Linked DNA regions of Pan troglodytes: region 1 is linked to region 2. A link is a contact called in public HiChIP or PLAC-seq data. All regions are on one chromosome and are shown on one strand. Each heading gives the region's core, a stretch centred on a gene start, on an enhancer-like site or on the middle of the called end of the contact. The rest is flanking DNA. Distances are from core to core; before and after follow the strand shown. Region 1 holds the start of HES4 (hes family bHLH transcription factor 4). Region 2 holds the start of B3GALT6 (beta-1,3-galactosyltransferase 6).

The links. HiChIP or PLAC-seq counts read pairs in DNA pulled down with a chosen protein or histone mark.
Region 1: an H3K4me3 HiChIP or PLAC-seq map of stem cell-derived excitatory neurons shows a contact between it and region 2, with 3 times the contacts expected there. The contact joins the promoter of HES4 here to the promoter of B3GALT6 in region 2. A contact is called at or near these places in 1 of 7 Hi-C or Micro-C datasets (stem cell-derived neural progenitor cells) and 1 of 1 datasets of contacts at active chromatin or transcription factors (stem cell-derived excitatory neurons).

The regions. Positions count from the first base shown.
Region 1 is chr1:230,998,827-231,002,882 of NHGRI_mPanTro3-v2.0_pri, reverse strand. HES4 (hes family bHLH transcription factor 4) reads right to left here and starts at 1,573. Exons shown (of 3, transcript XM_009454679.5): 1 at 591-1,573; 2 at 243-330; 3 at 1-149. The coding sequence starts at 698.
Region 2 is chr1:230,740,200-230,744,216 of NHGRI_mPanTro3-v2.0_pri, reverse strand. It overlaps B3GALT6 (beta-1,3-galactosyltransferase 6), which reads left to right and starts at 1,655. Exons shown (of 1, transcript XM_513707.6): 1 at 1,655-4,017. The coding sequence starts at 1,696. The coding sequence ends at 2,685. SDF4 (stromal cell derived factor 4) reads right to left here and starts at 1,482. Exons shown (of 7, transcript XM_063787612.1): 1 at 1,309-1,482.

The DNA of each region.
Region 1 (4,056 bases), core at 324-2,823, 260 kb before region 2:
CAGGCAGGCTGCCAGGTGGCCCAGCAGGCGGGAGCGCACGTCGGCCGGGACGCCCTTGCAGCCGGCCAGGAAGCGGTTCACCTCCGCCAGACACTCGTGGAAGCCGGCGCGGTACTTGCCCAGGACGGCGGGGTCGGCGCTGAGCGCGGCTGCGGGAGCGACACAGGAGGAGAGGTCGGTGCCGGGTCCCGGGGGTCCCGCGCCCTCCCCCCGCCTCCAAGCCGCCGCCGCCCGCGCCTCACCCGTCACCTGCACGCGACGCAGGCTCCGCAGGTGTCTCACGGTCATCTCCAGGATGTCCGCCTTCTCTAGCTTCGAGTGGCGGGAGCTCTGGGGGCGGGGATAGGCGGGAGGTCCAGGTCAGCTGCGACCCAGACTCCGGGTCTCGGGCCTTCGCCCCCGACTTACCTCTTTTCTGAGGGCGTCCAGGATGAGGGTTTTGAGCTGAGCGAGGCTCTCGTTAATGCGCGCTCGGCGCCGCTTCTCCATGACCGGCTTGGAGGACTGCGGGTCGGGCACCGGCTGAGTCCCGCGTTCCTCCGTCCCTCCCGCCCCCCGGTCGCCCCCCTCACGCCGGGCCGGGACCCCACCTTGCGGTGCTCGGCCGCGCTCCGGGGCTTGTCTGGGGTCCGGCTGGCGCTGGCCGGCGCTCCTGCCATCGGCGAGGCGCTCGGTTTCCCCGGCGTGTCTGCGGCCATGGTGCGCCCCGCGCCTCCCCGTGCCGGGTGGAGCGCGCCGCCACGGACCACGGGCGGGCTGGCGGGCGAGCGGCGAGCGCGCGAAGATCCGAGCCCCTAGGGCGGGTCCCGGCTCCAGGCCCGCGCGCGTCTCAGGCCGTTTCCCTATTTAAGGCCTCGCCGCCGCGGGGTGTGTGAACCCGGCTCCGCATTCTTTCCCACACTCGCTCCAGCCAATCGACGGCCGCGCTCCTCCCCCGCTCGCTGTCAGTCACGCCTCGGCTCCGGGCGCGGCCTCCGCGGGCGACAATGGCATGCGGGGCCCCCGCCCGCGCCCCCCTCCGACACCGCTGGGGACAGGGCCGGGTGATCCCGCGCTCCCAGATGCAGCCAGGGCCGAGCAACGCGCCGGGAGGGGCCGCTGGGGGCGAACGGGGACCGGGACCCCCGGGGCTGGGCGGAGTCTCGGGGCTCACTCTCCCGCCCAGGGGGCCGGGAGCCGGGGCTGGACGGAGCTGGGGCTGGCCGCGCGGGAAGTCGGGAAGGAAATTTCCCCAGTGGCGCAGGGTCCGGCGGCGCCGAGGGGTGGGCGAGCCTCGGTCTCGAGCCTCTTGGCTTCCTCCGCCCGCCCCCACTCCGGTCCCGGTTTGGGCCCTGCTCGGTCTCTGAGTTTGATCCGACACCGGCTCGGCCTCCGGGGGTCCCACCCTCAGGTGTGCGGCTTGGAGCACGGAGGGCTGCAGAAAGCCTTGGGAGCGACAGAGCCGGGGGAAGGTCGGCGGCCGGGTCGGCAGGCGGGAGGGCGGAGTCAGCGGACGGCGAAGGGGCGCACGGGTGACCCCGCAGAGCAGGGACGGTGATGGCGCGGGCCGGGCAGGACCACGAGGAGCAGAACGTGCGCGTGACGCGAGCGGGCTGGTGACGTCACCAGGCACCCGGGGCGATGACGCAAGCCTGCTGGGATGACGTCATGTGGCCCGTGTCGCCACGTGCTTCCAGGTGACCCGCTGGCGAACTCAGCAGCAGCAAAGTGGGGCTCACAGAAAAATGAGGGGCCACTGTTAATATAACTGCAAAGGGGCAGGTTGCGTAAAACAGGGCTGTGGTTATTTTCGTGTTTGCTGTTTTTATTTCGAATGCCGCTGCAGGGCACGTTGGTCCTTTCCGCACTCGGGGTCCCCGGCGGCCTCACGCGTCCGTGCAGCGGAGGCTTCCTGAGCCCCCTGGAGAGCCGGGCCTGGGCCCGGGTGTGGAGACCCTCCCGGGCTTTTAATCCGGGCAGGAGGCAGATGGCAGACTCAGCAGTCACGCCGTTGTAAGAGAACCGAATTAGGTGGGTGGCCTGGGTGGACAAAAGCCTTCTTTACGCCGGGTGGTCCCAAAGGCTTCTGCGGGGTGGGGGGTCCTCAGGGGGGAAGCCTCAAGGGAGGGCGTGGCATTCCCAGGGTGCGAAGGGGGCGCAGGGACGAGGGTAGTGGGGAGGGGGCGCTGGGCCAGCGAGAACCGGGAGCTTCTGGTCGGGGAGGGAGTCGGGGAACTTTTTGGGGAGCTTTTCTGAGCCAGGGAGTCGGCTGATTGGCAGGTTCGCCCCTGCCCGGGCACCTGGACCCAGGGTTTCTGTGCGGAAGCTTCCCCTCCCCTCGGACCCCACGTCTAATCTGGCCCCAAGCAAAGTCCTGCGGCCCACGCGGGAAGGCGCCTTCTTCGCGGCGCTGACCCCGGCCCTCCGCGGTGCCCCTGAGGCGCCCCCCACACCCCGCCGCTTGCACAGGGGCGCGCGCCTCTGGGGGGCTGCGAGGCCGGAGCGGGGGTGGCGCCCTCTCCGCCAAGAGCCTGTCCACGCCCCTCGCCGACTGGGGAAAGCCGCGGGGGCTGGGCGGGCGTCTCGGAGGTGGCCCCGCGAGCACTTAAGCCCCGGCTCTCCTGCCCCGACCTCTCTGCGCGCGCCTCGGCGCTGGAGAGGCTCGGACCGGCCCCGTAGCCCAGGAGGTGGTGTGGATGGTGTCCCCGTCCCGCGTCCCTCCCCGGCCTGAGCGCTGGGCCCGGGCGGGAAAGCCCGCGAGCGCCCCCAGTGGCCGCAGTCGCCGCCGCCTCCTGCTGGGGGTCATCCCAGGGGAGCTGCCGGCCTGAATCTCCCCAGCCCCTGGGCCCCGACTTGGGAAGGGATTTGGGGGGGCTCTGGGCCTCCCCCAGTCCCTAGACAGGCAGGGAGTTCAGGATGGAAGGAGGAGCCTGAGGATCGTTTTTATTTTTATTTTTTTTTGTAGAGACGGGGATCTCCCTATGTTGCCCAGGCTGGTCTCGAACTCCTGACCTGAGACGATGCTCCTGCCTCAGCCTCCCAACGTGCTGGGACTGCAGGCGTGAGCCTCCTCCCTGCCAAGCGTGGCTGGGACTGATCTTTCCCTCACTGGTTTTTAGATGGGCTCACTTCCCCTCCTTGTACCTGTTTTCTCATCTGTAAAGGGAGCTAACTTTTTTTTTTTTTTTTTTTTTTGAGGCAGTGTCTCGCTCTGTTGCCCAGGCTGGAGTGCAGTGGCACCAGAACCTTTGCCTCCCGGGTTCAAGCGATTCTCCTGCCTCAGCCTCCCAAGTAGCTGGGATTACAAGCATGTACCACCACGCCCGGCTAGTTTTTTGTATTTTTAGTAGAGATGGGGTTTCACTGTGTTGGCCAGGCTGGTCTTAATAGGAGATTCTACTTTTTTTTTCTTTCTTTGAGACGGAGTTTCACTCTTATCGCTCAGGCTGGAGTGCAGTGGCACGATCTGGGCTCACCACAACCTCTGCTTCCTGGATTCAAGCGATTCTCCTGCCTCAGCCTCTGGAGTAGCTGGGATTACAGGCGTGTGCCGCCACACCTGACTAATTTTTGTATTTTTAGTAGAGATGTGGTTTCTCCATGTTGGTCAGGCTGGTCTCAAACTCCCCACCTCAGGTGATCCACGCACCTCAGCCTCCCAAAGTGCTGGGATTACAGGTGTGAGCCACCGTGCCTGGCCAGGAGATTCTACTTTTAAAGCCACTGACGGCGTCCAACTCATAGTGAGCACCCACGCCCATCTGCCAGGGTTCCTGTCCCCAGGCAGCAGGAGGGGTCCTCGCTGAGCAGAGACAGGAGGGGCCACCAGCACTTGCCTCTGCTCTTCTGGAGAGGAAGAGACCCCCCCCCCCGCCCCCCGCCAGGGAGCCCACTCCAGGGTCTCCGGGGACTGTGTTCCTCCCACGTTCTTTGCCACAGGACAGCTCCCATCTGTGTGTCTGTCTCTCTGGGTCTGTGCCCTTGGCCTCTGATGGTCCCCTCCCTGCCTCTCGAATCTGGCCTTGATTTGTGGTAGGGGCCTCAGGGTTCCTGAGGGCCTTGGGGTTCCCTTGCTCT
Region 2 (4,017 bases), core at 406-2,905:
CCTCGGCCTCCCAGTTAGCTCGGATTACAGGCACCCACCTCCACTCTCCACTAATCTGTATTTTTAGTAGAGATGGGGTTTTGCCATGTTGGCCAGGCTGGTCTCTAACTCCTGACCTGAAGTGATCCTCCTGCCTCGGCCTCCCAAAGTGCTGGGACTATAGGCGTGAGCCATGCACCCGGCCTGATTTTCTGAACATGGCTGAGGGCTTTTCCCTTCCCTAGTGGTGGCATAATTCTATTCCTGTCGTCCCAGATCGCCTGACCAGGGGAGAGTCCTGGATAAGAACCAAGACACCTCCTCCTGGTGCTGACTCCACTAACTACAGTCGTAAAACACACGCTGTGTGCAAAGAGACTGTACTTTGTTCCTAGAGAAAACAAAGCTAGTTCTTGATTCTACATATCTTGATGAGTTACACGGTTTACTTGAGGCAGGAGGATCGTGAGACCAGCCTAGGCAACACAGTGAGACTGCGTCTCTTTAAAAAACAAAAACAAAAAGATAAGACCCTGTCTCGAAAAAGGAGGAATAGAAAGTAACCCAAAAGTAACTATAAATATCAGGAGTCCATCAAGTGGCGCTTCCTCTCCTGGCTTCGGAGTATCTATTCATCACGGTGTGCGAGGTTCGCAGCACAGCGGAGCGGGCCGGTCCCACCGGAATGGGGTTTCGACTTCGCCATCCCTAGAAGCTCAGTTCCCAGCAAGGAATCAACACACCCTTGCAAAACGGACGTGGGAAACAGCTTAGGCAGAGACGCTATTTCTTTGCCATCCCTGGGCTTCAGCTCTGGTGGAACGAGGCTATTTCTGGCAGTTAACAACACACACGGTTAGATTCTAAAAGCTCAACAGGGTTCATAACACCGCCTCTGAGCCAGACATCAAGGGCTCCACACAGCCGACTTCACATCTCCAAATCCTACTAACTGGGGATGAGGGTCCACGCGGTTCAGAAGCGGAAGCGCAGGCGCAGAGAAGCGGGGCAGCTTGTCCAAGGTCGCCTCGCCGATAAACGCGAGTCCAACCAGACCCCTTGGGCCTCCGTTTCGCGGTGGCATTCGTAGGTTTTGGCCAGTAGGAGACCAGACGTGCCGGCGGCCGGGGAGGCCAGCGTCGTCGGCCCGTCCCTGCCCCCGGGAGCCCCGGTGGCGGCGGAGTCTCGCCAGGGCTCAAGGCCGAGCGGACGGACGATGCCCCAGCCCAAGGCGGGAGGCGGCGGCGGCCTCCAGACCCGCCCTCGCCGTCCGGCCGGCGTACACTTGGCCCCGCGGCCTGCAGCGGCCGTCCCGGGCCCCTCACTCACCGGTCTGCCTCCCCGCGCTCGGGATCCGAGGACCGGAGCGAAGCGTCAGTGACGCCGCCAACGGGCCCGGATCAGGCCACTGCCATCTTTCTTGCGGGCGGGGGCGGTGCGAACGGGCGCGACCTCACGGAGGGGACGCCGGCGCCACCATCTCTCCTCCGGGCGGAAGCGGTCGCGGGGCCGCTCCGAGGTTGACCAATGACAAGGTTGCCCGAGGCCACGTGACGGCCGCCGATTGGCCGCCGGCCTCCGAGCGCCCCGGGGCTCGGCGTCTGCGGAAGGCCCCGGCGCGCTCCCAGGAGCGCCGTGCGCACGCGCACCGCCCCGAGCCGGCGGCGCCTGCGCAGTCGCGAGTCCGGCCTGGGCCGCCGGCCCGGCGCGGGCGCCATGAAGCTGCTGCGGCGGGCGTGGCGGCGGCGGGCGGCGCTAGGCCTGGGCGCGCTGGCGCTGTGCGGGGCGGCGCTGCTCTACCTGGCGCGCTGCGCGGCCGAGCCCGGGGACCCCAGGGCGATGTCGGGCCGCAGCCCGCCTCCCCCCGCGCCCGCGCGCGCCCCCGCCTTCCTGGCAGTGCTGGTGGCCAGCGCGCCCAGCGCCGCCGAGCGCCGCAGCGTGATCCGCAGCACGTGGCTTGCGCGGCGCGGGGCCCCGGGCGACGTGTGGGCGCGCTTTGCCGTGGGCACGGCCGGCCTGGGCGCCGAGGAGCGGCGCGCCCTGGAGCGGGAGCAGGCGCGGCACGGGGACCTGCTATTGCTGCCCGCGCTGCGCGACGCCTACGAAAACCTCACGGCCAAGGTGCTGGCCATGCTGGCCTGGCTGGACGAGCACGTGGCCTTCGAGTTCGTGCTCAAGGCGGACGACGACTCCTTCGCGCGGCTGGACGCGCTGCTGGCCGAGCTGCGCGCCCGCGACCCCGCGCGCCGCCGCCGCCTCTACTGGGGCTTCTTCTCGGGCCGCGGCCGCGTCAAGCCGGGGGGTCGCTGGCGCGAGGCCGCCTGGCAACTCTGCGACTACTACCTGCCCTACGCGCTGGGCGGCGGCTACGTGCTCTCGGCCGACCTGGTGCACTACCTGCGCCTCAGCCGCGACTACCTGCGCGCCTGGCACAGCGAGGACGTGTCTCTGGGCGCCTGGCTGGCGCCGGTGGACGTCCAGCGGGAGCACGACCCGCGCTTCGACACCGAATACCGGTCCCGCGGCTGCAGCAACCAGTACCTGGTGACGCACAAGCAGAGCCTGGAGGACATGCTGGAGAAGCACGCGACGCTGGCGCGCGAGGGCCGCCTGTGCAAGCGCGAGGTGCAGCTGCGCCTGTCCTACGTGTACGACTGGTCCGCGCCGCCCTCGCAGTGCTGCCAGAGAAGGGAGGGCATCCCCTGAGCCGCCGCGGCCCGGCCCTCCGGGACACCTGCTTCACCCGGCGGCGCCTTGGGGCAGGTGCCGAGCGGGCGCACTACGCCCGGGCCCCAAGGCCCCCGTCCCACAGCCACGCTCGTGGTCGCTGCGTCCCGGCCTGCGTTTGGGAGACCCCTGGGGGTTGCCCGGGCAGCGCGCCGTGTCCAGGTGGAGGTGCCCGTTCCTGGACCTCAGCGAGCCTGAGCCGGGCCCGGCCGCACGCTGACCCCCGTGCTGTCCCCGACCGGCTCACGGGGCTGGGCTCCGATCTTCCGTGTCTCTTATCAGTGGCGTTTCTCACGTCTGCGTCTCAGATCTAACGTGGTTTCACATCAATCCGCTTTCATGGGATTTTGGTCTCTGTCCAGTGACTTCGTGGTAAATGTAACTCAGTGTTTGCTTGCGACTTATTTATAAATATTGTAAGTTTGTGTCGATGAGTGTAAGTTGGCAATGCGCACGTCTCGGTTTTTTTACATGATTTAAGGAAAGACTTTTATGTCAGAATTTGGTGCCTGTACCGTCAACCCCTCTGCTGCCCGTGTTTAAACGCAGGAGAACTTTAAAACTGGCCATCTATCTTTTCAGTGTACAAGTCACTGAACCCATTGTTTCTTTCTGAAGAGACTTTCCTTTCAAGGCTTCCCATGGGTCCGCGCCACACAGGGCCGGTGCTGCTTTATTTCAGACTCCGCCCCAGGTTCCAGGAATCCGAACCCCGGAGTGCTGATGCGGTTCCCCAACTTACGCCTTAAGAAAACAGGACCAGCCGGCACCAGGCCCGTCTCTCACGTACTTTAACACATCCTTGGAAGCCCCTCATTTAATGAGAAAAGTGAACACTGCGGTCCTTGCCAAAGTAAAATGAAGCTGCCCCAGGACAAGGGGTGACCATGAGCTCCCTGGAGTCCGACGCGGGTTTTCTGTCTGGGGGACCTGGTCTTTGTTGTCCCACTTTGGGGCCGGGTCCAGTCTGGGGTCTAGTCTCGAGCATCAGGGTCAGGCTCGGGGCAGGGCTGGGTTAGGCTCCAAGTCAGTCTCGCCATGGGTTTGGGAGCAGGTTTGGGTTACTTGCGTTTGAAGGCAGCAGTGGTCTCAGGAGGAAGAAACGGGGGCGGGAGAGAGTGGTGATCTGTGGTCAGTGGGTCAGTGACCTGCACGGTGATTCTCCCACCTCCAAAAGGTAGGGGTGGGACTGGAGGCGTCCCTAGGTCAGGCCGATGAGTTCGAGCTCCGATGGGCCACCTTGAATCCAGGACTGACCGCCCGTGTGTGCACAGTTTGTTCTTGGACAAGGACTCGTGAGGATCCAGGGCT